7 separate regions of the Mus musculus genome follow, and regions 2, 3, 4, 5, 6 and 7 are each linked to region 1. A link is a contact called in public HiChIP or PLAC-seq and promoter capture Hi-C data. All regions are on one chromosome and are shown on one strand. Each heading gives the region's core, a stretch centred on a gene start, on an enhancer-like site or on the middle of the called end of the contact. The rest is flanking DNA. Distances are from core to core; before and after follow the strand shown.

What was found. Promoter capture Hi-C pulls out the DNA fragments that hold promoters and counts their contacts. HiChIP or PLAC-seq counts read pairs in DNA pulled down with a chosen protein or histone mark. Capture Hi-C pulls out chosen DNA fragments and counts their contacts.
Region 2: a promoter capture Hi-C map of liver shows a contact between it and region 1, with 3 times the contacts expected there. The contact joins the promoter of Wdr18 here to the promoter of Plekhj1 in region 1. A contact is called at or near these places in 1 of 484 Hi-C or Micro-C datasets (CD4 T cells) and 2 of 9 other capture datasets (adipose tissue and liver).
Region 3: a contact with region 1 is called in a promoter capture Hi-C map of pre-B cells, with 5 times the contacts expected there. The contact joins the promoter of Abca7 here to the promoter of Plekhj1 in region 1. A contact is called at or near these places in 2 of 39 promoter capture datasets (liver and pre-B cells), 1 of 484 Hi-C or Micro-C datasets (rod photoreceptor), 3 of 115 datasets of contacts at active chromatin or transcription factors (embryonic stem cells, memory CD8 T cells and pancreatic cancer cells) and 2 of 9 other capture datasets (adipose tissue and liver).
Region 4: an HNF4G HiChIP or PLAC-seq map of pancreatic cancer cells shows a contact between it and region 1. The contact joins the promoter of Gna11 here to the promoter of Plekhj1 in region 1.
Region 5: a contact with region 1 is called in a promoter capture Hi-C map of adipose tissue. The contact joins the promoter of Sbno2 here to the promoter of Plekhj1 in region 1. A contact is called at or near these places in 1 of 115 datasets of contacts at active chromatin or transcription factors (pancreatic cancer cells) and 2 of 9 other capture datasets (adipose tissue and liver).
Region 6: a contact with region 1 is called in a promoter capture Hi-C map of pre-B cells, with 5 times the contacts expected there. The contact joins the promoter of Cbarp here to the promoter of Plekhj1 in region 1. A contact is called at or near these places in 1 of 39 promoter capture datasets (pre-B cells), 4 of 115 datasets of contacts at active chromatin or transcription factors (double positive thymocytes, large pre-B cells, pancreatic cancer cells and 1 more) and 1 of 9 other capture datasets (pancreatic islet).
Region 7: an H3K4me3 HiChIP or PLAC-seq map of embryonic stem cells shows a contact between it and region 1, with 9 read pairs. The contact joins the promoter of Dohh here to the promoter of Plekhj1 in region 1. A contact is called at or near these places in 1 of 39 promoter capture datasets (erythroid cells), 2 of 115 datasets of contacts at active chromatin or transcription factors (embryonic stem cells and pancreatic cancer cells) and 1 of 9 other capture datasets (liver).

The regions. Positions count from the first base shown.
Region 1 is chr10:80,796,928-80,800,921 of GRCm38.p6, forward strand. It overlaps Plekhj1 (pleckstrin homology domain containing, family J member 1), which reads right to left and starts at 1,699. Exons shown (of 6, transcript NM_023900.2): 1 at 1,154-1,699; 2 at 983-1,050; 3 at 846-912. The coding sequence starts at 1,247. Sf3a2 (splicing factor 3a, subunit 2) reads left to right here and starts at 1,808. Exons shown (of 9, transcript NM_013651.4): 1 at 1,808-1,878.
Region 2 is chr10:79,958,426-79,962,419 of GRCm38.p6, forward strand. Wdr18 (WD repeat domain 18) reads left to right here and starts at 1,727. Exons shown (of 10, transcript NM_175450.4): 1 at 1,727-1,947; 2 at 2,577-2,687. The coding sequence starts at 1,738.
Region 3 is chr10:79,994,646-79,998,639 of GRCm38.p6, forward strand. It overlaps Abca7 (ATP-binding cassette, sub-family A (ABC1), member 7), which reads left to right and starts at 1,849. Exons shown (of 47, transcript NM_001347081.2): 1 at 1,849-1,943; 2 at 2,963-3,035; 3 at 3,124-3,217; 4 at 3,369-3,510; 5 at 3,599-3,711; 6 at 3,806-3,879. The coding sequence starts at 2,970. Cnn2 (calponin 2) reads left to right here. Exons shown (of 7, transcript NM_007725.2): 7 at 1-755.
Region 4 is chr10:81,543,143-81,547,136 of GRCm38.p6, forward strand. Gna11 (guanine nucleotide binding protein, alpha 11) reads right to left here and starts at 2,020. Exons shown (of 7, transcript NM_010301.4): 1 at 1,650-2,020. The coding sequence starts at 1,785.
Region 5 is chr10:80,100,814-80,104,807 of GRCm38.p6, forward strand. Sbno2 (strawberry notch 2) reads right to left here and starts at 1,889. Exons shown (of 32, transcript NM_183426.2): 1 at 1,797-1,889.
Region 6 is chr10:80,135,217-80,139,210 of GRCm38.p6, forward strand. Cbarp (calcium channel, voltage-dependent, beta subunit associated regulatory protein) reads right to left here and starts at 2,171. Exons shown (of 9, transcript NM_001195268.1): 1 at 2,072-2,171; 2 at 1,827-1,966; 3 at 1,658-1,722; 4 at 1,134-1,278; 5 at 159-330; 6 at 1-30. The coding sequence starts at 2,164. It also overlaps a transcript of Atp5d not described here.
Region 7 is chr10:81,382,100-81,386,093 of GRCm38.p6, forward strand. It overlaps Dohh (deoxyhypusine hydroxylase/monooxygenase), which reads left to right and starts at 2,335. Exons shown (of 5, transcript NM_133964.3): 1 at 2,335-2,479; 2 at 3,620-3,948. The coding sequence starts at 3,675. It overlaps Gm48551 (predicted gene, 48551), which reads left to right and starts at 2,335. Exons shown (of 6, transcript NR_168929.1): 1 at 2,335-2,479; 2 at 3,620-3,948.

The sequences.
Region 1 (3,994 bases), core at 449-2,948:
CCTCTTATTCTAACACCAAGTCATCTTCTGCCTGTCTCATGCTGGCTTTGTCCTCCAGAATCCTGACCCCTGAACCCACAAATAGGGGACTCACTGGGAAGTTGGGTTATTGGGAATGGAAGTGGCTAATAGAAGGTCATTAGGTTAGACCCTAAACTGAATGGCAATAGAACATGGGTGATGAAGCCCCAGCATCCGTGTCGGAGAGCAGAACGAATACACCTGTAATGTCAGTGTTCAAGAAAGACTCATGAAAGAGACAGAAGGGTTCGTAGGGCTTGCTGGCCAGTCAGTATAACTTAAAAGTAAGCCCCAGGTGGGACCCTACTGCCAAGCCCAATGACCAGCGTTTTATGCTGGAGACCTACATAGTGGAAGATGAGAACCAACTACTCAAGTTTCCCTCTGGCCTTACTGGCATACTCACACCCCAAAACACGTGTGCACTCGTGCAAGAAGGAGAAAAGAGGGGTACAGATAAAGAACCCCACTGGATAATATAGGTAGACATGATGCCCAAATCTCTACAAGATACTGTAAAGTTCTCGTTAGGGAAGAAGGCTGAGACAGGCCTTAAAGCCTGCCCGTACCCTACCCGTGGCAGAGAGGGCGGCAGAGACTGTTCCTGCTATACACCCCACGTTCGCAGACTGCACCTCTCTCAGTTGGGAACGGGCAGAGGGGTCGGAGAAGAAACTAAGCGAGAACCAGACCCAGTGGGCACTCTGAGTGATAGCTGGGCCAGTCCTGGGCCACCAGCGGACGCGGGATCCAGGACAAACGTAGGCTCCTAAGGGAGTAAAAAGGATCGGGTGTGCGGAGCAGAGTCCGGGATGGAAACTTACTGATGGAGAAGCCGCCCGGTTCTTCCTGGGCCACTCTGCAGCGCTCCAGCAACAGGGCTCCGAGGGGCTGCGCGAGACACGGCCATGAGCGCCGGCCTCCGGGCCGCGCGGGTCCCCCGCGCCCCCCACGCCCCTACCTCGGCCTCGTCCGGGCGGAAGTAAAAGAGGAAGTTGACCACCAGCTTCACCAGTCGCCGCTTGGCCACTGTAGGCACAGGGCGGTGTCAGCGCGGAACTGTTCTCATTCGCCCACCCAGGAACCGCGCCGGCCCGCCCAAGTGCCCCAGCCGCAGCCCCGACTGGCTCACCGCTGCCCTTCTTGGGGCCCCGCATGCCCAGCTCGGCCGCCATCTCTGCCGGCTGTCGGGACAGCGCCTGCAACTCTTTCTCGTTGTACCGCATCCCGCCGCACGGATCCGCGCGAACCAACACGCGCCCTGCCTCTCGGCCGCCGTCCTCCCCGAAGCCGCAGCCAGCGCCACAAAAGTCTCAGAGAGCGATCTCGGAAGTCCCAACCCGGTTACTGCGCCTGCGCGTTGTTGGGCTGGTTGCGCGGCCCTAATTTATGGGTCTGCGCGGTTGAACAGAGTCAGACGGGAAGGAGATGGCCCGTCCTTAAATAACCGCCAGACATACTAAGCGTGAGGTGTAAGTTAGACTCAGAGCACTCCACGATGAGCGAAGCGCCTTCCTGGGCCGGTGAACCCTAACGCTTTCCTCTTGTCACGATAGCCGGCGCCGCTAGACTTAGGGCGGAGCGAAACTGTGCGGTCGCTGCAGTGAGCACGCGCACTCTGCGCCCCGACGCTCCTTTCTCTCCCGCCTACCGAAGACGGAAGTCCATCCGCTGGGCCTGCGCACACACGAAACGCCGACGCCTTTGCTCCCGGAAGGGATCGCTTCGTCGGTCGTGCGCACGCGCGCGGCGAAACCGCGGCCTTGGCGGAGATTAAACCCGGATAGCGAGGCCTTAGCGTTGGTGAGGAGCTGCACAGTTTGTCGGTGGCGGCTGCTCCGTCGGGGAGGCTTGAAGGTGGGAGCGAAAGCCCGGGGGCGGGACGGGGAGAGGCAGCGGCCGCCCTCTTGCCTCAGGATCGGCGCGCGCCCGCCGGGAGAGCGCGCTCTCGCGAGGCCCGTTGGGTCGCCGCGTGATTGCTGGCTTGGGTGGCGCTTCTGTGGCCTCCAGGGTGGTTCGGGGTGTCCGAGTGGCGTCTCGGCGTGTATTTTGACCTCCTTGGTTGTTTCCGTTTCCACCTTCGTTAATCGGGGCCCTGGCGACCACTGCTCCTGTCCACCGGAGCAGGTCCCTTGCTGGGATTGAAAGATAACGGTATCTGCACATAAAAGGGATTTGTCCTGGGACCAGGCCTCCTCCCAGACCATTACCTTAACATATACCACGTCTCTGTCCTTATTGATCGTTCATCGGTAATCTTACGGTAGTCCGTGAGGTTGCGCATCTCCCGTCCCTGCGTCCTGGCCTCCTGTCCCAAGTTTCACGTGTGAGCCCCTCCAGTCATCGGCACAACTTTTCATTTATTTCAGACAGGGTCTCACTGCTTAACTGGGGCTGACCTGCAACTCGGTGTGGAAACTTGGCCGATTTCCAGTTCACAGACATTGCCATGCCTCTGCCTTCTCTCGCATAGTGGGACTTACAGCATGAGCCACCACACTTGGCTGTTTTGATTGGTTTTAAGGAATCGAGGGTTTATTTTGGCTGATGGTATGAAGGTGCGGTCTGCCGTGGTGGTCGTGTTGCAGCAGTAGTCAGCAAGCAGATAAATGCCCTTCCCCGCGTTTTTAAAGATTTTGTTTTAATGTGTCTGTGTGGAGCTTTGTGTGTGAGTGGGGTACCCATAGGGTCCAGAAAGGGATATCAGAGTCCCTGGAGCCTACCGCCACCCTTTTTTCTTTTATCTGAGATAGGATCTCACTGCACAGCCCGGTTTGGTCTCTAACACTAACCTAACCATCTTCCTACCTTGGATAAAGAAATGGGATGAGAAGTGTACACCACCACGCCCTACGTTTTCTGTGTTTCCTGGGGTTGGGAACTGTTGGTGGGCGTTTGCAGAGCTTGGTGCCCCATCCACAGAGCAAGCAGTGTGCTCACCCAGGCCCCAGTTTTGTTTTGCTTTTCTAAGATTTATTTATTTATAATGAGTACACTGTAGCTGTCTTTAGATACACACCAGAAGAGGGCATCGGGTTCCATTACAGATGTTTGTGAACCACCACATCATTGCTGGGATTTGAACTCAGGACCTCTGGAGGAGCAGTCAGTGCTCTTAACCGCTGAGCCACTTCTCCAGCCTGCCCAGGCCAGTTTTGTCCTAGTGTTTGTTTTCCCTCCAAAGCTCATGAACTAACTGCATTTTTGCAGTGGGTACCCATACACATTCAACCTCAAACATGTACCCCTAGGGGACCTTATGCATGATGGACAAGTGTTCCACCCTTGAGGTGCACCCTCACATCTGTGGCTGGATACCCAGGCTCCCTGCAGAGGCCAGGTATAGAGTCCTATGTTCTTGAAAGTTGTCTTTGCCAGCGGTTGAAGTGGTTTTCCATCCTGCTGTTGCGGGTGCCCTCTTGCTCTGAGAAGCCCATGCTGCCACCCTTAGACTCTGCTCTTGCATCTGGCCAACTTCATCTCTGGGAATGTGTCTCTTAGTAGCTTTCAAAGATGTAGACAATGCTCTTTTCAGTCCTTAAGTGGCTGAGTATGAAACATCCGACAAGCTGGTTCTGCCCCACCACTTCCATATACATCTTTCAGCCATTCTCTCGGCATCTAGAGCATCTTGTATCCTTTGCATTCTAGCCTCTTTCTCTTTGACAGCCAGTGGTATCAGTGTCCTGTCTGTCCCAGACACACTCTGTGGTGACACTGAGGTAACTAGGTACCTGGCCCTCAAGGTTCTTAAGTCAAATTTGCAGGAGGCTCCAGCAATATTAACAAGGACTGCCTCCACTTGTTTCCTGAGTACTGTCTCTGAATTTACCTATAGGTTTAAACCAAGGGCTGGGGCTGACACTGAGTAGTCTAAAGTGTTCTGTCATCAGATGACACTGCCTATAGGCTTTGGTTGAGCCTCAAAGATGGGACCCTTGGTACCAAGCACTCCATATGCCATGTGTCAGGT
Region 2 (3,994 bases), core at 477-2,976, 840 kb before region 1:
TCCCTTCACAGGCCCAATAGCTGCTCTTAGACCCAGCTCACCATCCCACCGTGCGTCCAGCTCTGCTGCCACGGCAGGCGCAGCGCTCTGGCAGCCACATTCCCAGCTGCGATTCCACAATTGCTTGCAATCTCCTTTACTAACAGCACATGGAGGGAGGGAGGGAGGGAGGGAGGGAGGGAGGGAGGGAGGGGACACTTGGTTTTAGACCTGGCCTATGACCAGCAGCTGTGACCCGAGGCTAAAGGTTGCTTGGCTAGAGATTGACCTTTTGGGTCTACACGGAGTGAACCGAATACAAATTTGAAATTTATGGCTCAAAAGAGGAAAGGGCAAAGAAGCGGCAAATCCATAAAGGGCGTGGGTCGATTGGTAAGAGTTTAATCACCAATTCACCTCAGCCAGACATATTATCCTTGATGAGTATGTAGCCTGATTTTACATGCAGTAAGTCACTAACTTCATTTGGTCTAAATAAAGTATAAAGATCAGTGGTTTATATTTTTGCTATAAAACAAGGTTTAAAAAGTAAACCGGGGGCTGGTGAGATGGCTCAGTGGGTAAGAGCACCCGACGGCTCTTCCAAAGGTCTGGAGTTCAAATCCCAGCAACCATATAGTGGCTCACAACCATCTGTAACAAAATCTGACTCCCTCTTCTGGAGTGTCTGAAAACAGCTACAGTGTACTTACATATAATAAATAAATAAATCTTTAAAAAAAAAAAAGTAAACCGGTTTCAGAGGGAAAGCCAGGAAAGGGGACAATATTTGAAATGTAAATAAAGTAAATATCTGAAGAAGAAGAAGAAGAAGAAGGAGGAGGAGGAGGAGGAGGAGGAGGAGGAGGAGGAGGAGGAGGAGGAGAAGAAGAAGAAGAAGAAAAGAAGAAGAAGAAGAAGAAGAAGAAGAAGAAGAAGAAGAAGAAGAAGAAGAAGAAAGAAGAAGAAAAGAAGAAGAAGAAGAAGAAGAAAAGAAGAAGAAGAAAAGAAAGTAAATAAACCGGTCACCGGTGGTGGAGGCTCAAGGCCACCCAGCACATAAAGAGACACTGTCTCGAAAAGAAAGAAGGAAAGAAAGAAAAAAAGAAGGAAAGAAAGAAAAAGAAAACAAAAGAAAGAAAAAAAAAAGACAAACCCAGCAAACAGGTAGCAAAAATACCTTCCACTACACAGAGGTAATACAGTGCTGACCGGCCAGGGACTCCCCAGTCTTCTACGCATGTGCAGGAATCCAGTTTTGTTTTGTTTTGTTTTGTTTTGTTTTGTTTTGTTTTGTTTTGTTTTGTTTTGTTTTGTTTTGTTTTGTTTTGTTTTGTTTTGTTTTGTTTTGTTTTGTTTTGTTTTGTTTTGTTTTGTTTTGCCCCGCCCCGCCCCGCCCCGCCCCGCCCCGCCCCCGAAGAAGCTCCTGGTGTTCTTTAACCTGCTTGGCTGGGTCTAGCATTACGCCTTTCGCGCACTGGCTTGTACGCATGTGCAGGTCGTCTGGCTACGCCCTCTCACCTGCTGCTAGCTCCGCCCCAGAGCCGCGAACTTTTTACGCATGCGCACGTTAGGGCTCCTGGAACCCGTAAAGCACCAGGCAATCAACAGCCTCCTCGGCTTGGTGAAGCTACCGCGCATGCGTAGACTTTCCAGTTTGGCCTCTAGGAGGCGCTATGGCCGTTCTAGTCGGCCAGGAGCCATCTTAACAGTCTCTCTAAGGATGATGGGATTCAGGGGCGGGACTGGCAGAGCAAGATGGCGGCGCCCATGGAAGTGGTGGTGTGTACTGACGCCGCGGCACAGCTCTGGAGCTGCGTGGTGTGGGAGCTTCATTCGGGCGCCAACCTGCTCACCTACCGAGGCGGCCAAGCGGGGCCGCGAGGCCTGGCGCTACTCAATGGCGAGTACCTGCTGGCGGCGCAGCAGGGCAAGAACTACATCTGCGCCTGGGAGCTGCAGCGTAAGGTGTGGGGCCTCAGCGTCCGCGGGGCAGCCGAGAGTCCTGGGGCGCCGCCAGGGTTGGGGTCCCGGCGACCCTGGGGTGGCTGCGTGACAGGGCGTACTCGGAGGCCGAGGGGTTTTCTCCTAGGGAGATGGCGCCAACGCACGCGTGCTCAGATGAAGATCGATGGCGAATCCGCTTTTGCACGCTTGTAGTGTTAGGGACGCCAATTTTGATGCAGAAGGGAAAATGGGGTCCGTTAGAGGTCATGCTTTTGGACAGCATGGCAGATCAGAGATCTTGAGGAGCCGCAGGAAGACAGAGACCGACGGCCCGTCCTTTTGTTACCCTCGTAAAGAGTCGCAGATCTTCATAGTCAGGACTGACTGAGGCCTGGGGTTACTGGTTCTGATGTTTCTGGAACACAGAGCTTCCTTCTTGTCCGCTGGGATCCCTACTGCTGAGCCCTGACCCTGCCCTTCACTGGGAGGTTCTAGGCAGTGGTTCTAACCCTGAGCCGCACCGACAACCCCTCACTTGAGCAGTCTGTCTCCCCAACCCCCTTACTCTTGCTCTCTGTACTAAAAACTTTAACCTTCCATTGCCTCCGTTCTGATACTCACATAGTTTGTCTTGTATCCTGTGTCCCTAGGATCAGCTCCAACAGAAAATCATGTGTCCTGGGCCTGTCACCTGTCTGACCACAGCACCTAATGGCTTGTATGTCCTGGCAGGAATTGCAGAGAGCATCTACCTGTGGGAGGTGAGAACAGCTTGTCACACGTATGTGTCACTTGGGAATGCTAGAGAGTAAAACTGGTTGGTGTCCAGTTTTACCTGAGGTAGGCAGGTGGTCTTGGAGATCTTACCCATGACTTCTGAAAACAAAAATGTGGCCATGTCTATAGGGTCCTCATTTGTGACTGAGATACAGGACAGTGTTCAACCTGCTGGTGGCTCTAGTGCTGTCGTGAGCAACCAGGAAAGAAACTTAGAAAAGGGCAGTGACCAGAATTAGTACAGAGGAGGAGGAGGCAGGAACCAGAAGCAGTGCAGAGGAGGAGGAAAGCATTTATTTACACTTGTGGTTTATATGAGGGAAGTCAGCGCAGGAAGCAGAAAGTCAGTTAACATCCATAGTCAGCAGCAAAGAGAAATGCTCCCGTGATTGACTACACTTGTTGCTCTTGCAGAGGACCTGGGTTCAATTCCCAGCACCCACAGAATGGCTCACAGCCATCCATAACTTCAGTTCTAGAGAACTTGACACCTCTTTTGATCTCAGTAGGCACCAGACTGCCCACTGCATGCACATACAGGCACGCAGGCAAAATACTCATAAAGGAAATAAACCTGAAAAAAGAAAGAAAAACTGTCTACTGAATGAGAGAGCTGGCTCAGCAGTTAAGAACATTGGCTGCTCTTTCAGGGGATCCAGGTTTAGTTCACAGCACTCACATGGCAGCTCACAACTGTCTGTAGCTCCAGGGAACTAAGCACCTTCAAATCTGGCCTCTGAGAGTACCCCTAGACCTACAAAGAAATTTAAAGCCTGGCAGTGGTGGCACACGCCTTTAATCCCAGTCCTTGAGAGGCAGAGGCAGGTGAATTTCTTAGTTCAAGGCCAGCCTGGTCTACAAAGGGAGTTCCAGGACAGCCGGGTCTACACAAAGAAACCCTGTCTCTAAAACCAAAAAAAAAAAATTTTTTTTGCCGGGCGTGCCTGGTCTGCAAAGTGAGTTCCAAGCTATACAGAGAAACCCTGTCTTGAAAAAACCAAAAAAAGAAAAAAGAAAAGAAAAGAAAAAAAAGAAATTTAAAATAAAACTATCCGGGGTCCTGAGAAATGATTCAGCAGTTAAGAGCACCGACTGCTCTTCAAGAGGTCCCAAGTTCAATTCCCAGCAACCACATGGTGGCTCACAACCATCTGTAATCCAATGCTGTCTTCTAGTATCTGGAGACAGCCACAGTGTACTCAAATATATAAAATGAGTAAGTAAACTTAAGAAAAAAAATAAAGTAAAACTTACCATAAGCCCAGTGATAGCCAGCCCCCCTTGTCTCACA
Region 3 (3,994 bases), core at 599-3,098, 800 kb before region 1:
AGCAGCCCTGTGTGGGCTTTGGGGTTTTCATTGTGTTTTGTGTTTGGAAACTGGTCATCTCTTTGTATCTCTCTCTGGCCTGGAACTCACTGCAATCCTCCTGCCTCAGCTTCCTAAGGGCTGGGATGACAGATCTGTGCTATCTATGCTCCTTCCTCACCCACCATGCCTCGCTTCCTTCCCAGGATTGACCCACCAGACAGGGGACATGGGTGTCCTTGGTGGGACAGTGAGGCTGTGCGTTTCCCAGTGGGCTGTGGGAGAGGCTGGCCCCAATGGGCTTCCTGTTTCTTCATCTCTTTCACATCAGTTTGTGGTTTGTGAACCCGGGGAAATTACAGGCAGTTTCAATGAAAGAAAACAAGGGGTTTTGTGGGGGTTTTGCCTCAAAAGTATTGGAGTACACTAGGCTTTAAAATACTGCAGGCATTCTGAGGGACTAAGTTTGCTTTCCCACGACTCTCAGACTTCACCCTCCTGTGCCCCGTGGGGAAACTGAGGCAAGCCAGATGTGACCCCAACGCCTGCAGCCCTCCCTCACTCCTCTGGTGTTTGAAGGCTTCCCTGCCCCTGTGCAGGCCCTGATTAGGTGTGCTAGAGTCTGGGCCTCGGAAGGGGCCACACATGACCCACACGGGCCCCTGCACTGCCAGAAAATGTGAAATTCCCTGTGTGGACCAAAAAAACAAAAAAAAAAACAAAAACAAAACAAAAACAAAAACAATAAAAACCTCTGTTTCTAAGAGTAAAGTACATTCCTGAGTTTGGCCGTGATGGAGGGGGCGCTGTCTAGAAGCAAGGTGCAAGCCCTGCACAAAAGTTAGGGAGAAGGCGAGAAACAGACACAGTTGAATGAATGATGTGAGATAGATCGGGGCTAGGGTGGAGAAAGAGGCTGAGTCTCCCTCACCAGCTTCCTTCGAACTCCTATGCATCTGCAAAACCCCAACTTCTAAGGCCCCCTAACTCACGCTTGCCAGGGTGATCTACACCCATCTCCCTCTATGCTTTGTGAAATAAACCAGTTTTTTTTTTCCAGAGTAGGAGACATCTGAGAATCTTGCCTACAATCCAGGCAACTATTGATTCTAATCTTAGGATATTGGGCTGCCACCTGATTCTGAAATTGTCTAGACCAGAGGATGTTGCTAAAATGAATGTGCAGGTCCTTGAAGCTCTACTTTGGAGATGAGCTCACAGAGGCTGTGGTACAATTCTGGCTGGTGGCAGGAGATGGCACAGGATACAAAGACCTTGTGCAAACCTTCCGACCTAAACTTGGTCTTTGCCTGAGGTCCCACATCATGGTAGGCAAGAATAGACTCCAGGAAATGGTCCTCTGACCTCCACAGATATGCCATGCATGCATGTGTCCTACCCTAATAAGCAAATTAATTAAATTTAAAAACAAAGGTTACTTGTGGTGGCACACGCCTTTAATCCCAGCACTCAGGAGGCAGAGGCAGGCGGATCTCTGTGAGACCAGCCTGGTCTAAGCAGTGATTTCCAGGCCTACCACAGCAGTGTGAGCCACTCTCAAAATTAAAAAGTATTTTTAAAAAGGAGTCCTTGGGGAGAGGAGACAGGAATGTCTTGCTGTGGGGAGCTGCCATTTCAAGATGTGAACTCACAGGTGACCCGTTGTCCCCCTCTTTGTCGTGTCCCAGTGAAGCCAAACTGATGCAGCAGGAATCCTGTTGTCCCTTTAAGAAACCCGGCTCGGAGAGGCGGGCTGTGGTCCCGCCTCCTCCAATGGCAAAGTCGCCTGAGTAGCAGGTGCAATATCCAATAGTAGCGTTAGGGGGCGGGGCTGGGTGCTCCTTAGGGCACCGGGTTGCGAAGGGCGTCGTCCGCAATTGAGCGGGGCTCCACTTAAAGGGGCCGCGCTCCCCCGCCGAGGCCGAGAGGAGCGAAAGTGGATGGAGTTTGGGGGCCTCAGAACGGTGAGAAAATCCCCGAGAGGGTGGAAGGTGGAGCCTGGAGATCTGGGGATGCTGTGGGGTGAGGGTGGGCTGAGCCACGTTCCCTGATAATTTGGGGTTCCAGGTGCCTACTCTCCCTTGCCCTTCCTTATCCTTCCGGGGAGTGTGGGAAAAATGGACCACCGATCCTCACAGCGGTCATCTGGTCACCTCGAGGGACCTCTGCCAACCTACACCTCCAGTGTCCCACTTTCCAAATGAGGCCTGTCACCCCCCACCCCCCAGATCTCAAATTTCACTTTATGAAAGAAAAAAGTCCCCGAGTGGAAGCCGCCAATTTCCATGTAGATGGTTAAACTTTGGCAATTTCCCTCTCTGTCAGCCTCAGTTTCCCTATCGGTATCATGAAGCAGGCCACAGGCATACAGTTCCGGGGGGAAATAAAATAACGAAATCAGGAATGGCGTGCTCAAGGAGCCTGTCCCTGACTCCTCCTAGCCGGCGGTCTTCTGTACCCTCCTTTTGACTCCGGAGGGCGGGCCCTCCTTCTTCTCTGGTTTCCTTGGGAGCGTGACTTTGCCCCTTTTTGAGCCTCAGTTCCCATCTCTTAAAAAATAGAAGGCCAGCTGCAAATGACACAGACTCCGGGTCTCACCGGGGGCCACCTGGGGCGAACGGAACCGAGACCCCGGTCTGGTATGAGGCTGACCGTGGAGCCCCGAGCCCCAAGCCCCAAGCTTTAAACCCAAGCTCCGCCCCCTAAGAATGCAAACAGGGTCTTCCAGACCCCAGCCTTCATCGATAGCCCTTCCAGCCAATCAGCTACGAGGACGGCTGCGCGCCGGGTTCCCATTGGTCACTTCCCTAGTGAATTTCTTTCTATGGTGCCTTGTTTGCCGGGCTCTTTGCGGGAGATTTATTGAGGCTCAGCCCGATGTTCGGAAGGATGAGGATCAGAGACCCGCAGACATTTGTCTGGAGCCACACAGCTCACTCTCAGCCTTTTCTTTGTCCTGTCCTCTCCGCTGTTTCCGGTCCAGAGTCATCATGGCCTTAGGCACACAGCTGATGCTTCTGCTGTGGAAAAATTACACCTATCGACGGAGACAACCGGTAACGCCCGGGGTTTGCAGGTCGGGGGGGGGGCGATGGCAGGTGTCCATCACGGCCCCCCAAAGTCTCCTACCCATTCTCTCCCCAGATCCAACTACTAGTGGAGTTGCTTTGGCCCCTCTTCCTCTTCTTCATCCTAGTGGCTGTCCGTCACTCCCACCCCCCTCTGGAGCATCACGAATGTGAGCCGCTGTGTGTGTGGTGGGACAGTGACAAGCCTCTCCCGCCCTGCTTGGCGCTGGGGTCTGAGCTGGGTGTGGCGGGTGGCCATATCATTTAATGAGCTGATAATAGAAGTGAGGGCGACTATGAGCAGATGTCTCCCCGCTCCAGGCCACTTTCCAAACAAGCCATTACCATCGGCGGGCACGGTGCCCTGGCTGCAGGGCCTTGTCTGCAACGTAAACAACTCCTGCTTCCAGCACCCAACGCCTGGCGAGAAGCCTGGGGTCCTGAGTAACTTTAAGGATTCCTTGTGAGTGAACTTGGCAGGTGGGGGCTGGCTGGTGAATGGGGTCCTGGACTCTTGAGGCCCCGCCTCCCACTCCCTCTCTGCTCCCCAGGATCTCGAGGCTCCTCGCTGATACCCGCACAGTGCTCGGGGGCCACAGCATCCAGGACATGCTGGATGCCCTGGGGAAACTGATCCCCGTGCTCAGGGCAGTTGGAGGTGGAGGTAGAGACCTGGGGCTGTAAATCGGGCAGGGGGTTGGGGAGGAGGCTGAGCTGCAGGCTGAGCTTGGCTGCCTGTTGGCATCCCCTCCCCTCAGCACGACCACAGGAGAGTGACCAGCCGACCAGTCAAGGGTCAGTGACTAAGCTTCTGGAGAAGATCCTGCAAAGGGTGAGGGGGGGCTGGCGCGAGGAACTCCCGTGGCCGCCTGGGATGAGCCCTTGCCCCTTTCAACTCCTCCATTCCTCATTTGTAAAGCGGGGTGATAGGAGCTCGGTGGGGATCA
Region 4 (3,994 bases), core at 770-3,269, 750 kb after region 1:
CAAGGTGCTGTGTGCAGGTCAATGCAGAGTCCTTCAGCTGCTGGTCAGCTTAGCCAGGCCATAGCACAGAGGGCCAGGGAGCACTCCTGAATCCGAGGGGACTTCAAGGCCAGCTTTGGGGACAGGACAGAGCTGGGATGACACACTATTGGGCTCAGCCAACCAATGTCATCTTTACCTGGCAGCTGCTGACCCCCTGCAGAGGTGGGCTAGGGCCATACTGTGGCCCCCATATGACTACCCTGGGGCCACTGCTGTTTGCTCTGGGCTGCTCTGTCCTCTTCTTATCCCATCCTTCCTGGAAAGCTGCATAGAGCTTTGAGGGAATCCCACCATGCTGGAGAAAAGTAACCAAGGCTCCATGACCCTGAGAACCACACAGGCCACAGCAACAGAAGACAGCGTGTACTCCTACCTGACATCTCTCATGGGACAATTGGAGTATCACTGCCCTCCACCCCTCCTAGTCAAAGGCTCCCCACAGTCCTTTCCTCAGGTTCTCCAAGGCCACCCTTTGTCCTGGGTCCCCATTCTTGAACTGCATGTAGCTCATCTGGGATCTGGGAGGGGCAGGCAGAGCTCCCCAGTCTGTTTTGTAAACCCCCACAGGGCCCAGGCTACCCTGTCCTCATTTTGGGCTCTTATTTGGGGTGACAACAAGAGGACCTGGGCTCCCTGGCTCCCAGCAACAGGTGGGCCTTGAGGAGTCAGAACCCCAGGAAGTGACAGACACACATTGAGCTTCCCTGGGGTGGGTGGGGTGTGGAGAGGACAAGACTGGACCCCCAGGAGGCAGGACAGGGCCAGGGAGGCTGCAAGGCTGACTGCTGTCAACCTACTGGGTTCCGGCACAACAGAAGCCCAAAGAAGAAAAGCCACCCACTCCAATGTGGAGGAATTCAGAGGATCTATGGAAAAGAGAGGGAGACTGAGGAGTACCCACGAAAGCAACAAGCCAGAAGCAAAGCAGGACCATTTGGGTGTATAGTCCTTGGAGGTAGAGAGGAGGGTGCAACCCTTTGGGAACTGTCTTGGGGAGTCTGTAATCCAAAGGGGCATCATGAGAGCAAGACAGCTTACAGGGCTCACCGGAGGCTATGTGGGGACAATGGAAAGGAGAGAGCCTACTTGGTGCGGCAGGGCCAAGGGCCACCTCCGTGCAAGAATTCTCAGGAGCGACAGAAAGCAAGTCTCCCAGGGTCCTGGGGCCCAATGTGGCCAGCAGATGCAAAATCTCACCACAGATATCAGAGGCAGGAGGCTGACCCCGAATGAATCTAAGGCCTGGATAACAGAAAGGCTGGCCACAAAGGGTCGCACAGGCTGAGCCCAGGGGACCACACGGGAGAAGCTGGCCACCACAGGCCCAAGCCACCTGCACTGCTCAGGGTGCAGCGATCCCGGAAGGGCTGACCGCTGCAGGGCAGCGCTGACTAGTTGCCCCGAGGACATCCGAGGTGGCCCGACAGGCCGTGGGCAGCGGTCTGAAGGGGTCGCACCCGACTGTCACCGCGCGCTACTCGCCGGGGACCAGAGACCGCGGCGGCTGCAGCACCCTGCGCGCGCGGAGACCCCGGCAAGGCCCGGATGCCCCGTGCACCCACCCGGTCCCCGTGACAGAGGTCCCACGGCACGGGCACGCAGCTCACCAAGTAGCAGCAGCTTGAGCTCGCGCCGGGCGTCGCGCTTGTCCCGCCGCAGCTGTTTCTCGATCTCCGCGTTGATGCGCTTCGACTCCTTCACCTCGTCGCTCAGGCAACACGCCATCATGGACTCCAGAGTCATCGTCGCGGTCCTCCGGCTGCCGCCGGCCCGGCCCTACCTCTTCCCGGTTCCCCGAAGGCCACGGCCCGGCCCCAGAGGCGCGTCCACCGTCCGCGCCGTGCAGCGCAGCCGCCGCCGCCGCCGCTACCCGCAGCCGTCGCCACCGAGCGCCGGCGCCCGAGGACCTGAAGCGCTGCCACGGGCCCCGGGACGGGCAGGCGGCGCGGCCAATGGGAGGGGCCGCACGGCTGCGCGCGCGCGCGCGCCGCAGGGACAGGACTTTAGGATCGCCTGGGGGCGGGGCCTCGCCGCTCGGGGGCGGGGTCTGGAGGGCGCAGCGCAAGCGCGCGTGGGGTTGCGTCGACGTGGGAAGGGGTTGAACGGTTCGCGGCTGGGCGCGGACGCCGAGGATTGTGGGAATGGGGAGGACTCGGAAGCCCGAGCTCGGTTCCTTTCGGGAGGCGAAGCGAGGCTCGGCTCGGGGAGGCGCCGCTCGGCTACACTCGGCTCCTCTCGGCTCGGGCAGGCGCCGCTCGGCTGCGCTCGGCTTCTCTCGGCTCCCCGAGGCTGTGCTGAGAGCGCCAAGAGAGAGGCTGCAGTTCTCTGGAGCGAGGCCGTCACCGCCTGCGGATGTGAGAAAACGCCCTGACCGGCTCGCTCATCCATTCCTAAGCAGGCCTATCGTGTGCCAGGCAGAAATTCATGCCCTACTGTGTACAGTACATTCATGCAGCACTCGTTAAATACCACACAGGTCACAAGTATGAACACAATGCTTGCTGTAGAGTATACACTGATGCGGCAGCCTGTGGTAGCTCAGGCATTAATATCACATCTACTGTATACCAAGCCTTAAGGAAACACGCATATGTAACTGCCACATTCAATATAGGGTATACAAACCAAGTGTTTTTCACATATACAACGTATGCCAAATATGAATGCTGTGCCTGCCGTATACCACATATTGTATATAGCTCCTACTGTGTACTATGTGCTGATGCAGCACAGTACCTCCTATTAATATGCTGCCTGATTTCATATATATATGTGTGTGTATATATATATATATACATATATACATATGTCATATATGTGTGTATATGTACATATGTGTGTATATATACATACACATATATGTATATATGTATATGTGTGTATATATATACACACGCACACACACACACACATACATACATATATACTGTCAACCAGGCTTACTGGCAGGTGAAGAATAAGCATTATTAACAGTCTGCCTGCTGTATACCAAGCACCAATTTACGCTGTTGTTGTGCATGTGAACGCCCATGAATGTGGTTTGCATGTGCTGGAGTGGAACCCACCCCACCCCCGCCCCCCGCATGTACCAGGCAGGTAAGTTCCCTGTTGGTGGGTCAATCTGAGTCCCCCAAGTGTAAACTAACTCACAAACCTGAGAAGTGTTTTCTACCTTCCAGAAAGAGGCATGCGTACCCAGTCAGCACTCAATCAGGGCATGTGTCAATAATAAGAGACTACAAAGAACTTGAAAGTCAGGCCTGTGCTGCATGCGTTCCTGTCCCAGTCCCTGCCTGATTGCCCAGCCTTGAGATAAGACGGCAAGGGGAGGGTCAAAGTCTTCATTTACTAGCTGATTGGGGTTGTGGGGAGATTATTCCTCTGAAACTCTCCTATCAGGGCCTCTGTCCCCACCCCAGGAGTTCATGGCCCAGACAAGGGGCTCCCGGGTGGCCCAATGTGGTCAAAGTTCCTCTTGCAGCTCATAGGCGCAACCCCTTGAGCCTTGACCATCCCAGTGCTGGAATGACAGGCATATGCCATGATGCCTGTTCACATTTATCTTTGTGTGCATACATAGTTTCCTTTTCTTAAAATAATTTAATCTTATTTTACATGCACTGATGTTTTCCTTGCCTGTGAGGGTGTCACATCTCTGGAGCTGGAGTTACAGGTGGCTGTGAACCCCCAGTGGATACTGGGAACCAAACCTGGGTCCTCTGCAGGAACAGCAAGTACGGTACCACTGGGCCATACTACCCTCCAGCCCCTGTGAGCTGTTCTGTTTGGATTCATGGGTTAGGGATCATCACCTGGTAAATTGTCGGCAAAAAAGGGTTCCAAGCAGCCAGGCCTTGGCGCACGCCTTTAATTCCAGCACCTTGGAGGCAGAGGCAGTTGGATCTCTCGTGAGGTTCAAGGTGGTCTGGTCTACAGAGTGAGTTTCAGGACA
Region 5 (3,994 bases), core at 639-3,138, 700 kb before region 1:
AGTTGGGGGTTCAGCTAGCCAGGCCTCCCAGATACAGAGTCCAGCCATTGATTGCTATTGGATCAGGTCCCTAGCACGGCTGATTGCAGGGAGGGAGGCACCAGGTTATGCCCCTTGTTCCTTCAAATGTCCCCAGTCCCACACAACAGAGCCAGTCCCAACCAGGCCAGGTTCCAGGCAATGCCTCATCTAACCTGTTCACTGGGGTCCCAGCTCAGCTTAGTACCTCGGGGCCCTTTACCACATTGGAAAACTCACCAGCAGTCGTGCCACCCCCAAGGCCAGGCTCCCCGTCACTCCCCAATCACAGGGTTCAGTGGCCCGCACCAGACAGCCAAGGCAGGAAGGCAGCCGCTCCCGAGCGGGCGGGACTCAGGGACTCACAGGCATTCCGGGAAGCAGAGCCGGGGGATGGCCCAGACACTTGACACACTCATGCCTTTTTTTTTTTTTTTTAACTTTTCAGAGCGTTAATCATGACATCTGAGGAGACACCCTGAGATCCCTCCCTCACCACCAGGCTAGTTCAGCTGTGTCCCTCTAGTGCATCTCTAGTACCTAGGGTGGTGGCACCCACTCTCCCCCACTTAGCTCCCTGGTGATGTGGTTTCAAAGTCACTCTCTACTACACACTCCCCCAACCCAAACCAGAAGAGGAGACTTGAGAGACGTGGCTGGGACCAATGGTGGGGCCAGGTCTGGGCATCCACCCAGGAAACCCAGTAAGGAGACTCCTTGATAGCCAGGGGTCCTGAGAACCCTCAACGCTAAAGACACCAAGTTGGGTAGGAAGGGACAAAAATACCTCACGGAGCACCAGGGTCAAAGACCACAAGAAAAAGAAAGGGGTCAAAAAGGACACTGAACAGGAGTTGATAGAAAACAACAGAAAAGAAAGGTTAGGGGGTCATGACTGAGCCTGGGGTCAAATGATCATGGCACAAGGTGGGGGTTGGGGTTCCCTCCCAGGACCAGGGTCAAGGGCAGGAGTTGCGGGAGAAGGTTCCCGGGGTGCAACCTGAGTCTCAGGAGAGGGAAGGTCCTGGGTCTAGGAGGACGGGGTCCCTGGCATGAGGTTAAGGTTCACTGGGAGAACAGGGGTCCCAAGGTGAGGTTAAGGTTCAACTGTAGATGGGAGGGTGGTGGTCTGTTAGGGTCAAGGTTCAAAGTAGATTGTATGGGAATCAAGGTGCCGAAAAGAATGAGGGGTACCTCCAAAGACCCAATACCAGAGTCAAGGCCAGGAGTGACAGGCTGTGGACAAGATTTTCAGGGAAGGAAGTTCTCACCACCAGAGGCGGGAATCCGGGTCAGCCAAAAGGAAAGGGGGTGGGGGGGTGGGGGTCATAGGAAACTGGGGTCAGTGTCAAAGACGGACAATGGAGGTCGCAATAGGAGTCGGGGTTCCCTGGGAGCTGGGTCAAAGCAGGAGTGAGAGAGAGGTCCCCGGAGATGGGGGAGTTCAGCCAAGAGGCTCACCGGCTGGGGCAGGGGCAGGGGTCGCAGCCGGACGTGGGGTCAGGACTATTGGGGCAAGACCGAGACTGAGGTCCACGCGGAACGTGGGGTCTCGCCTCACAGAGAGAGATGGGGCGCACAGGGGTCGTGACTGGGGGCGGGGTCAGGGGGGTCGCGGGGAGGGTCAGAGGTCGCGCGCGGTGCGGCACCCTCCTCCGCGTCCGCTCCCACCCTGCAGCCAAGGAACGGCCGCGAGAAGCCCGGAACCAGAGCCTGGCCGCACGAGTCGCGTGGGGATCGCGAAAGGGTCACAGTGGCGTCTCGGGCCGGCGCCTCACCTCAGACCTGATCGCTGAGCCCGCGACGCCTCGGTTTCCCGGAGCCTCTCAGCGGCCGCCGCTCACTTCCGGGTTCTGGGCGCCATGTTGCCGGCGGCGCGCACTTCCGCTTCTGCGAAGGGGCGCGGCCTTAGGGGCGGGGCCTCTTGGGGCCGGGCAGTTCTTGCTACTTGAGGGAGCTGGACCCCTTCTCTGTCCCCTGCCTGACCTTGCTGGGCTGTAGATCGTTCCTCAGTTTCCCCTTCAGGGCTTTGCACATGCCCTGGCACACTTGCAACATCAGACCCCACCAACCTCTCACACCCTTGCCATCCTCCGCTCCCTTAGAACTATCTAAAAGCCCTATTTTCTTTTCTTTTTAGACAGTCTCACTATGTGGCCTTGTCTGGCCTAGAACTCACAAAGATCCACCAGAACTCTACAAGTGCTGATCTTAAAAGCATAAACCATCATGCCTGGTCCAATCTCTAAAACCCACTATAGATCTAATTCACGTGTCTCCCTTCTCAGTCCAGACCTAGGGCAATGGCCTCAGTGGGGCTAAAGCCAGTTCAGTCACCATCCCCTTCCCAGCTGGGTATCATGAATTCAGGCCCAGAGGCACCACCATTCAGAAGCCTGTGTCCTGCAACCCTGAGATTAGATTTGCCCATAAGTAAATGAACTGTATGGATGCTGTTTTATCTCCATGTAGCTGGCTGTCCTGGAACTCCCTCTGTATACCAGCGTGGCCTTGGACTCAGAGATCTTCCTTCCTCTGCCTCCCAAGTGTTGAAATTAAAGGCATGTGCCACCATCCCAGATGAGAACCTGGCTCTTTATTGTGCCCCCAAAAAACCCCTGTCTAAGGGGCAGGAAATCAGGACTATCTGTCCTCAGGGAAGGAGACCCAGGCAGGAGTCTCTGCATAAAGTTAAGGATACCACTGGAGATCTTAAGCAGTAAGGCTATAGAAACTTGGATTTTAAGTTTAATCAGGAGTTTTTCACAGAGACCAAAAGGAAAGACAATCTAGATAAAAAGAAAAGCTGTTTAAAAGCCTGGTATAGCCGGGCAGTGGTGGCACACTCCTTTAACTTAATCTCAGCACTGGGCAGGCAGAAACAGGCCATCTCAGTGAATTCAAAGCGAACCAGGGCTACACAGAGAAGCAGTGTCTTGAAAACCAAACAACAATAAAAAAGCCTGGTATAGTGGATTGGGCAGCCAGCTTGGGGTAAAGTGCTAAGGACCTGAGCTCTATCCCCAAGCCCAGGTGTGGTGGCAGGGGTTCAGATGATCATCCCGGTGCTGCAGAAGCAGAGGCAGGAGGGTTCCTAGCCTGGTGGGCACATTCCAGGTCCAGGAGGGACCAAGTCTCAGGGAGCAATACAGGTGGTACCTGAGGAGTAACTTTGAAGGTTAACTTCTGACCTACACACACACACACACACACACACACACACACACACACACACACGTGCATGCGCGCGCACACACACTGTACACAAACACATACACCCCCCACGCGCACACACAGAATAAAGAGTTTGGAAGTGTGAGACCCACTAGGAGGCTTGAGTCCCACACCCAAGAATCCAGTTCCCTCTCACCTTAGTCCTCTGAGATATGTGTCACCTGCATTCCCCAGGGGAAGAAATGGAGGCAGAGGACTATCCTGAAATTAGTCCCAGGTCACCTAAGGAAAGGCATGGAAGTGACCTCTGCCACACGTCCAGCACGGGAAGCCATGAAGTCACAGTGGATAATCTTGCCTCAAATGGGGGCAGTTTGCCCAGCCCAGGGTGTATCTAGCCCTGTCAGCCCGAAGGAATCTGCCAAGCTGGGGATGGCTAGGGAATTAGTCAGATTTGGGGATTTCCAAGGAAACACAGGAGTCAGCCTCAGAAAGCAACAGGGACCTGGCTCTAAGTCCATGGCCCAGGTTTTTGTTTGTTTGTTTGTTTGTTTGTTTTTGAGACAGGGTTTCCTTGTAGCCCTGGCTGTCCTGGAACTCACTCTGTAGACCAGGCTGGCTCGAACTCAGAAGTCTGCCTGCTTCTGCCTCCCAAGTGCTGGGATTAAAGGCGTGTGCCCCATGCCTGGACATGGCCCAGTTTTAAAGATGCAGCAGCATGGGCTTGTTGTGTGACCCCAGGAAAGGCACTTTACTCCTCTGAGCCTTTAAACTAAGGAGCTACATGCTAGGTTGTTCCACT
Region 6 (3,994 bases), core at 921-3,420, 660 kb before region 1:
TGAGTGGCCGGTGAGGGTTTTCCCAGGGGGCTGTGAACAGAGAGGTTGGTGAGGGAGGAGGGACAGAGAGTACAAGTAGGTGAGGGGCGATCCCACCTTCCCACCCCAGCCTTCCAAGACCTGCTGAAGACCACAGGCAGCTGTAACCTTGACCTCACCTGGAAAATAGCCAAGCTGTCCTTGGAGGTGGTAGCTGGGTGGGGTGTGGCCGCTGCACTGGCCTCCCCCGAATCACACTCATGGATAGTAGCGATTTTGAGGGGCGGTAGGTGGAGGTGGGTGAGGCGGGCATTCTTGAGGTGATGGAAATCCCCTTCTGTCAGGGTGTACCTATGTTGGGGACCCCAGCAGTCAGCCCTTGGCAGTCCCTCGCATAGCACCTACATTTAACATCTTGACAGACAGGTCTCTCCCTGTTTAAGACTTTGAGCTTTTAATTCTCATGCCTCCACCTATCAAATGCTGGGGTGACAGGTTTTTGTTTAATTTCTGAGACAAGGTCTCTCTATGTAGACCAGGCTGGGCTTAAACTCACTAAATACCCACCTGCCTCTGCTGGAGACTGCCATTTGTTTGTTTGTTTTTTGAGACCAGGTCTCACTCTCTAGCCTGGGTTTGGCCTTGAACTTTGCAGCAATCTTCCTGGCTCTGCCCACCATGTGCTGGTGTTCTTTTTAAAGCAGGTCTTTGAAATACACCCATGGCTGACCTGGAACTCTCTCTGTGTATTTTCTATGCAGACCAGTCGGGGTCTGAAATTTGTAGCAATTGGGGCTGGAACCATGGCTCAGGAGTTAAGAGCACTATGGCTCTTGCAGAGGACCTGAGTTGGGTTCCCAGCACCTATACTGAGCTACTCAGAACCACCTGTAATTCTAGCTCCAGAGAGATCTGACACCCTCTTCTGGCCTCTGTGGGCACTTGAAACCACATGTACATACCCCCACACAAAGACATATAAATAGGTAAAAATTTAAAAATAACTCTAGTAATTCTCCTGCCTCAGCCTTGCTTAGACCTCGATATTGATACTTACTCTACTCTCCACCCTGCCAGCCCATACCAAGAGACCTGAGCCAGGATCCCCAGCTTTCATCACCAAGCTGCTGTGACCTCCCCCTGACTTCTCTCACCGGCGGCCCTTGTCCTGAGCCTTGCGGCTCTGTTCAAACAGGGCAGCCTCGTTGAAGGACACGCGGCGGCCGGTGGAGCTGGTGGCTAGGAAGCGCTCTGTTTCGGTGTCCTGGCCCTCGGGGTCTTCCCCCCTGCAGTCGGGGTCTGTGAGGAGAGCCAAGAGAGGGTGGGCCCGGGGTGGGCCGCGCGTGTCTGGCTGCCAGGCAGGCCGCTGGGCGGGGTGGGCTGGGAGGGGGGCACGGGCCGAGTGAGGGCAGGACGGGGCGGGCTGGGCGGGGCGGCGGGCACTCGCTCATCCGCTCACACACTCACTCGCTCTCAGCACGCGCCTGTGCGCACCTACGCCTGGGCGTTAAGGAAACAGAGATGAGTCGGACTCGAACTGCGCCCAGTCTGGTGGGGGAGACAGACAGACAGACCGTCAGGCGGCCCGAGGGGGCGGGCAGGGGGCCGAGGGGTGGGGCGCGGCGGGAGGCACAGTCAAGTGCAGCTAGGGGTGCTGCAAGCCGCGCGGGCCCCTCACCTTGTATAGGGTGGGTGCCGTTGTCCAGATAAGTAGTGGTGGTCTTCTCTGCTTCCTCCATGGCCCTGAGGAAGAAAGGGGAAGAAGAGTGAGCAGGAATGGGGCGTCTCCACTCTGAGGCTCTGCAAGCGCGCCTGGGCATGTGTCAAGTGGTTCCCAGGACAAGCACCTGTTGAAGCGCTGGTGCACCTCCCAGCAGCGTTTGCAGAGCAGAAGAACGCCAGACAGCACCACCAGCGTGCCTCCAACGAACAGCGACATCACCACCACCAGCAGCACATAGTTGTCCAAGATGGGGTCAGGCTCCGCCTGAGTCGGGGTTGAGTGCACAGGGCGGGGCATGTCAGGGCTCCACCGCAGAGTGGGGTTTCCATCCCACCTCTACCCCCAGTCTCCAGGAGTCACCCAACCCACCGTGGGGCGGCTGGTGGCATTGTCCCACGAAGTCGTCAGGGCAACAGTGGCGGTAGTGGCGGCCGCTGTGGCCATGGTGGCCGTGGGCTGCATTTTGAGGCTACAAGTAGGGCATAGAGCCAGCTCAGGTTCAGCTCTGCCGGCCCCTCCCCACAAGAGCCCCTGCAAGTCAGCCCCTACGTCCCCGTGCAGCAGCAGCAGCCGCCGTCACTGGGGTGACTCATGGACAGGTGGGGCCGAGTCTTACAATGTGAGTGCCCCCCCAACTCCCCATCCCCGCAGGGGTGCCTGGAGCCAAGGCTCCCCCCCCCCCCCACACACACACACGCCAGGACCTCTCTTTCGCCATCTTTATCACATAAAAGGTGTCATCGCGCTTGCGCAGCACTGTGTGTGTGTGTGTGTGTGTGTGTGTGTGTGTGTGTGTGTGTGTGTGTGTATGTGTGTGTGTAAATGTGGCTTTCCCAAATGCCAACCACCTCCCTGGCTGGCTGGGGTGGCCAGACCGGCAAGGTAGCGCAGCCATGCCCAGGAAAGGGAAAGCACCCTTGGAGGAACAAACACATGACGCCTCCACAGCATACTCAGGCAACATCCCAGGTGTCCTTCTTGTCTCAGGGTCTCATGGTGCAGAAAAGGAATTGAAGGTAGTGCACCTAAGGTGTGGGCGGGGCTGTACTAATGATTCCCCCACCCCCAGTCACGACTCGATAGGGAAAGGTCCTTGTTCCCCACACTGGTGGGAGTGCAAAGGACAAAAGACGCTCATCTGTTCCTGGCCTGAAAATTTTGGTTCCCATGGCGACGGTGCGCAGGGCCGCGCAGTGGCGGGGGGGGGGGGGGGGGCTGTTGCCAAGCAGAGGGAGGCGGGCGGGGGCGCGGGGGAGGCCGCCCACAGGGGCGCCCCAAGGCTTGGCCAAGATGGCTGCTCACCAGGCCTCTGCCAGAAGCGTGGAGAAACTGAGGCTAGGGCACATCATGGGGTGGGGTGGATTCAGAAGGGGCTTGTTAAAACTGCACCTGACTCAGTCCGGGAATGAAGATGATTCTGGAGTAATAAAGGCCATTTTGGCCATCCATCCCTACTTCCCACACCAGCGTGAGCATGCAAACCCCTTTCCCATGGAAGAAGAGCCCGCAGGCTCCACCGTCACCAGTGTTTTTCAGACTGGATGGTGGAGGAGTTGTGGGGCGAAACCTGAATAAACGATGTACCCCCCCCCAGAAGGCTACGTTTCCTCAGCGCACCCAGGCAGAGAGCAGCGGGCATCAATTTTGGTGGGTGGCATGGGGCGCATACGTAGGTCGGGAAATGAATTCAGGCTGGAGGGGGTGGGGCATGGTGAGGATGGTAATGAGAGGTGGGGGAGGAAGATGGCTGGAGACCCAAGGCGAGGAAGGCGGGGTCATGAGAGCCAGCGAGAACGCAAGCCTAGACATGGAGTCCCCACAGAACGTCCACCAGGCCCCCCAAGTAGGATACGGTGCGGAAAAGCGCAGAGAACGCGACGCCAGGCTCGTGAGGATCCAGGAGGCCAAGGCGACAACGCTCTCGCCCTGTCACTAGGGTAAACTGAGGCCAAGGGCAGGCATGGGCTGGCTCCCTCTCGGGGCTGCGGGCGGTGGGCGGGGTGCAGGGCCGCTCAGGCCGTTCCCACGCTCCGCTCCCTTCCCGGAGCCGCGCGCGACAGGACCAGTGGGCCAGGGCGGACCCTGGAACTGGTCGCCATCCCCTGGCCGCGCGCATTCGCCCGCCCGTCCCCGCCCGGCCCCGTGCGCCAGGGCCCGCCGCGCCTACCTCAGCGCCGGGGCGTGCGGCCCATGGGCGGCGGGAGGGCGGGCGGCAGATACACGGCTCTCCCGGTTGGCTCTGGAGCTCGGTGGCCGCGGAGCCGACGGAGAATTTATGAATGGGGAGAGCAG
Region 7 (3,994 bases), core at 1,085-3,584, 590 kb after region 1:
GGGTCCTGGGTGGCATTTTCTGCTCTCAGCTCCTCCCAGGGCAGCCTTGGCAGCATGCCAAGCTCTGAATTCATATCTGCTTCCTGCACTCTTGGGCCTATCCCTTCCCACTGGCTGGTATGGGGGCTGGATCACACCTGATATCACCGGATCCTGTGATCTGTTACAGCAACCACAGCCTTTCCTGAAGCTTCGTGTAAACATCAAAGCTGTGTCCTATGGCAAGCTGGCCAGGGTGACAGTGCGGTCCCTTATCTGCGGCCATGTGTTTATGTTTTTTTTTCTGTGCATATGAACGTGCACAGATGGAAGTGTCTTCCTCAATCATTCTTATGTTTTGAGACCTGGTCTCTCACTCCACCCGGCCTCCACACACGCTACCTCACCTGGGGAAGGCACTTTCAGAGCCCACAGGATGTACATGAACAGTTGTGGTCTGTGGTCCCAGAACTCAGGAGGCAGTGTCCCATGTTGGAGGCCAGCCCTGGGCTGCAGAGCAAGATGCTGGTCACAAAAACAAACATCTAGAGAGGAAATCCAACCAAGAAATCAAAAAGTGACTCTGGGCCCAACCGTGTCAGCTCCATTGTGGGTTTCCTCCCATGTTGCTTGCCCATGGAGGACTGCTTAGCAAAGAGCCGCATCACAGAGCAGACGTGATTTTTCTCTTGTATTTTAAGGCAGGTGTTCACTATGTAGCGCTGGATGGAACTTGCTGTGTAGATCTGGCCTCAAACTCACAGAGCTCCACCTGCCTCTGCCTTCTGAGTGCTGGGATTTAAAGATGTAAGCTCAGTTATAAAATGTTTTAAACATTCATTCCCAGTCTAATATTCATTTTACTTTGAATTTTTGGCATGTAAATTGTGTATTTTTAGCGTATGTACTGACATTTGCATTTTCCACATTTATATCCATGCATCATACAAGCCCATATAATAACAGGCTTCCTGGTAGCATTCTGAAAAATAGTGTATTTTTGTCTTAATTTTATTTTTACTTTAAAAATTGTTATTACCATAAATTAAATTTACATAATTATGTAATAACGGACTTCATGGAGGCTGGAGACATGCTTGGTGGTTGAGTGTACTGACTGCTCTTCCGGAGGACCCAGGTTCAGTTCTCAGCACCCACATGGTGACTCACAACTCTGACTCCAGTTCCAGAGGATCTGTCGCCCTAACATAGACACACATCCAGGCAAAACACCAATGTACATAAATCATTAAAAAAGTAATGAGGAAGCCAGGCGTGGTGGCACAGGCCTTTAATCCCAGCACTCGAGAGGCAGAGGCAGGCGGATTTCTGAGTTTGAGGCCAGCCTGGTCTACAAAGTGAGTTGCAGGACAGCCAGGGCTATACAGAGAAACCCTGTCTCAAAAAAAAAAAAAAAAAAAAAAGTAATGAGGAGGCTGGAGAGATCAGTGGTTAAGAGTACCGACTGCTCTTCCAGAGGTTCTGAGTTCAATTCCCAGCAACCACATGGTGACTCACAACCGGTGTACTTATATATTATAAGTACATCTTTAAAAATAAATAAATAAATCTTTAAACCAAAAAAGTAATGAACTTCATGACATTTACACACACACACATATATACATTTGTTTTGTTTTTTCGAGACAGGGTTTCTCTGTATAGTCCTGGCTGTCCTGGAGCTCACTTTGTAGACCAGGCTGGCCTTGAACTCAAAAATCCGCCTGCCTCTGCCTCCCGAGTGCTGGGATTAAAGGTGTGCGCCACCACGCCCGGCTTTTTTTTTTTTTTTCTCCCCGAGACAGGGTTTCTCTGTGTAGCCCTGGCTGTCCTGGAACTCACTCTGTAGACCAGGCTGGCCTCGAACTCAGAAATCCACCTGCCTCTGCCTCCTGAGTGCTGGGATTAAAGGCGTGCGCCACCAACGCCCGGCATATTTAAAAATTTAAACTTCGACTTTATGGTCATGTCACTGCCGTATATCCTGTTGATCCCCAGAATCGAACTCATTCTCAAATTGACTGCAAGTGCCCTCACTGCTGAGATTGCTCGTAACGCCTATTTTATCTCCCATTTCTTTTCCTCTGTTTTGGTCCCAGAGACCATTGGCCGCGCCCTGTAGAACATAGCCACGCCCACTATACACTGCGCATGCGCTATGCACGGCCGGCCCGGTTGTGCTGTGAATGGGATCAAACCATTTTCTTTTCTCTATGGGAGAGACGGTCGGAAACTCTTCTTCCGGAGGAAGACCGGAAGTTGCTTCTCCGGCTCTTAGGACAGTCCTGGGGCGTCGCTGCCGCATCGTTCCGGGTGTGGTCACCCCTAGTCGCGACGATGGTTCCGCCCAGCATGGTCACGTGGCCATCAAGATGGCGGCGTCCAGAGGACGTCGCGCGAGATGCGTCCGCGGACCTGTTCTTGGAGCTGTCGCAGCGACTCTCTCCATCTGTCCCGAGTATACGGAGCTTATTGACGAGTCCCTGTAGACGAAAACACGGTGAGCAGTGCCAGAAGTGCCCCCCCTTCGGGGGACTTCCGCTTTGAGGTACTCGCTGCTCCCGGGAGCGCTGGGATTTCCCTTGAGGGGGTCCTACGGGGAATTGGACCCTTTTCCTTCAGTATTTGACGTCACACAGGATATCATGTAGCCCAGGCTAGCCTCCAACCCACTGTGTGGCTACGAATGGCCTCCTCCTACCCCGTGCTTAGCTGACAGGTTGGCCGCCTATGCGGGGCTCACGTGCAGGCCGGCCCGCGCTTGACCTCTCAGCTTAAGTATTTGGAAACAGGATCTCCTGGGACCGGTTATCTTCCTGCTTCAGCCTCTGCCCAGCCTGGAGCCTTTTTGAATTAAGCGGGAGGCCCCATACCTCGAATGGGCACTCTTGGACCCACGAGATCCTTGGTCTCCCCTGTTGTTGCTCGGGGTAAATCGGGATGTGGGTCTCACTGCCACACAGCTGCTGCCAGCTCCCGTAGACCTGCTTCATGTGTGTTGATGAATTCCATTTTCAAGGTGTGACTGTAGGCTGATGGGCATCACTGGTGAGGCAGCCATACCTGCCTCATTAAACTCGGGGACGCTGGGTGACATCAGAGCCCAGAAGGCCTTCCAGCTTGCCACAGCCTGCTAGTCCAGTTTGTTATGTATGCATCTGCTGTATGTCTAATGGCTGACAGGGGCCGGTCCTCTTATACTGGACGATGTCTGTTTCCGTGTTAATTCATCCGTGAAAGAAAACACCTGTGTGGGAGTGTTGTCCTGCATCTATGGGGCCATGCAGAGGGTACAAGTTGTGCAAAGGCAGGAGCAGGGAGAAGTCCGGAGGGAGGAGGGGACGGATAAAGTGTATCCCACAGGGCTACATGAGAACCTCCAGTAAGGTGGTGTGGGAGGCAGGGGTGAGATCCATTTTGCAACTGACAGTTTCTAGATCCCTCATCTAAGCTATCCTGAAAAAGTCTGGCCAGGTGGTGGTGGCGCATGCCTTTAATCCCAGCACTTGGATGGATGTGGAGAAAGTTCTGTGGCCTGGAGCTCAGGGGTCCTCCTGCCTCAGCATCCCGGGGCTGGAATGGCAGATATGCAGGTGTGTGCCCTAGCTTGAGATTTCCCCTTCTCCTTTTTCTACCGTAGGTTTCTACTGCCTAGAATCCGGCCTTGCAGATCACGTGCTGGGGAGGCCGTTGCCATGGTAACGGAGCAAGAGATAGAGGCCATAGGGAAGACCTTGGTGGACCCCAAGCAGCCCCTGCAGGCCCGCTTCCGGGCCCTGTTTACACTTCGGGGGCTTGGTGGCCCTGATGCTATCTCGTGGATCAGCCGGGGCTTTGAGGACAGCTCTGCTCTTCTGAAGCACGAGCTGGCCTACTGCCTGGGCCAGATGAGGGACGCACGGGCCATCCCTGTGCTGGCGGATGTGCTGCAGGACACGAGCCAGGAGCCCATGGTGCGTCATGAGGCAGGTGAGGAAGGGCAGCCCAGTGCTGTGTTCAGCTCTGTCCCTGGGGC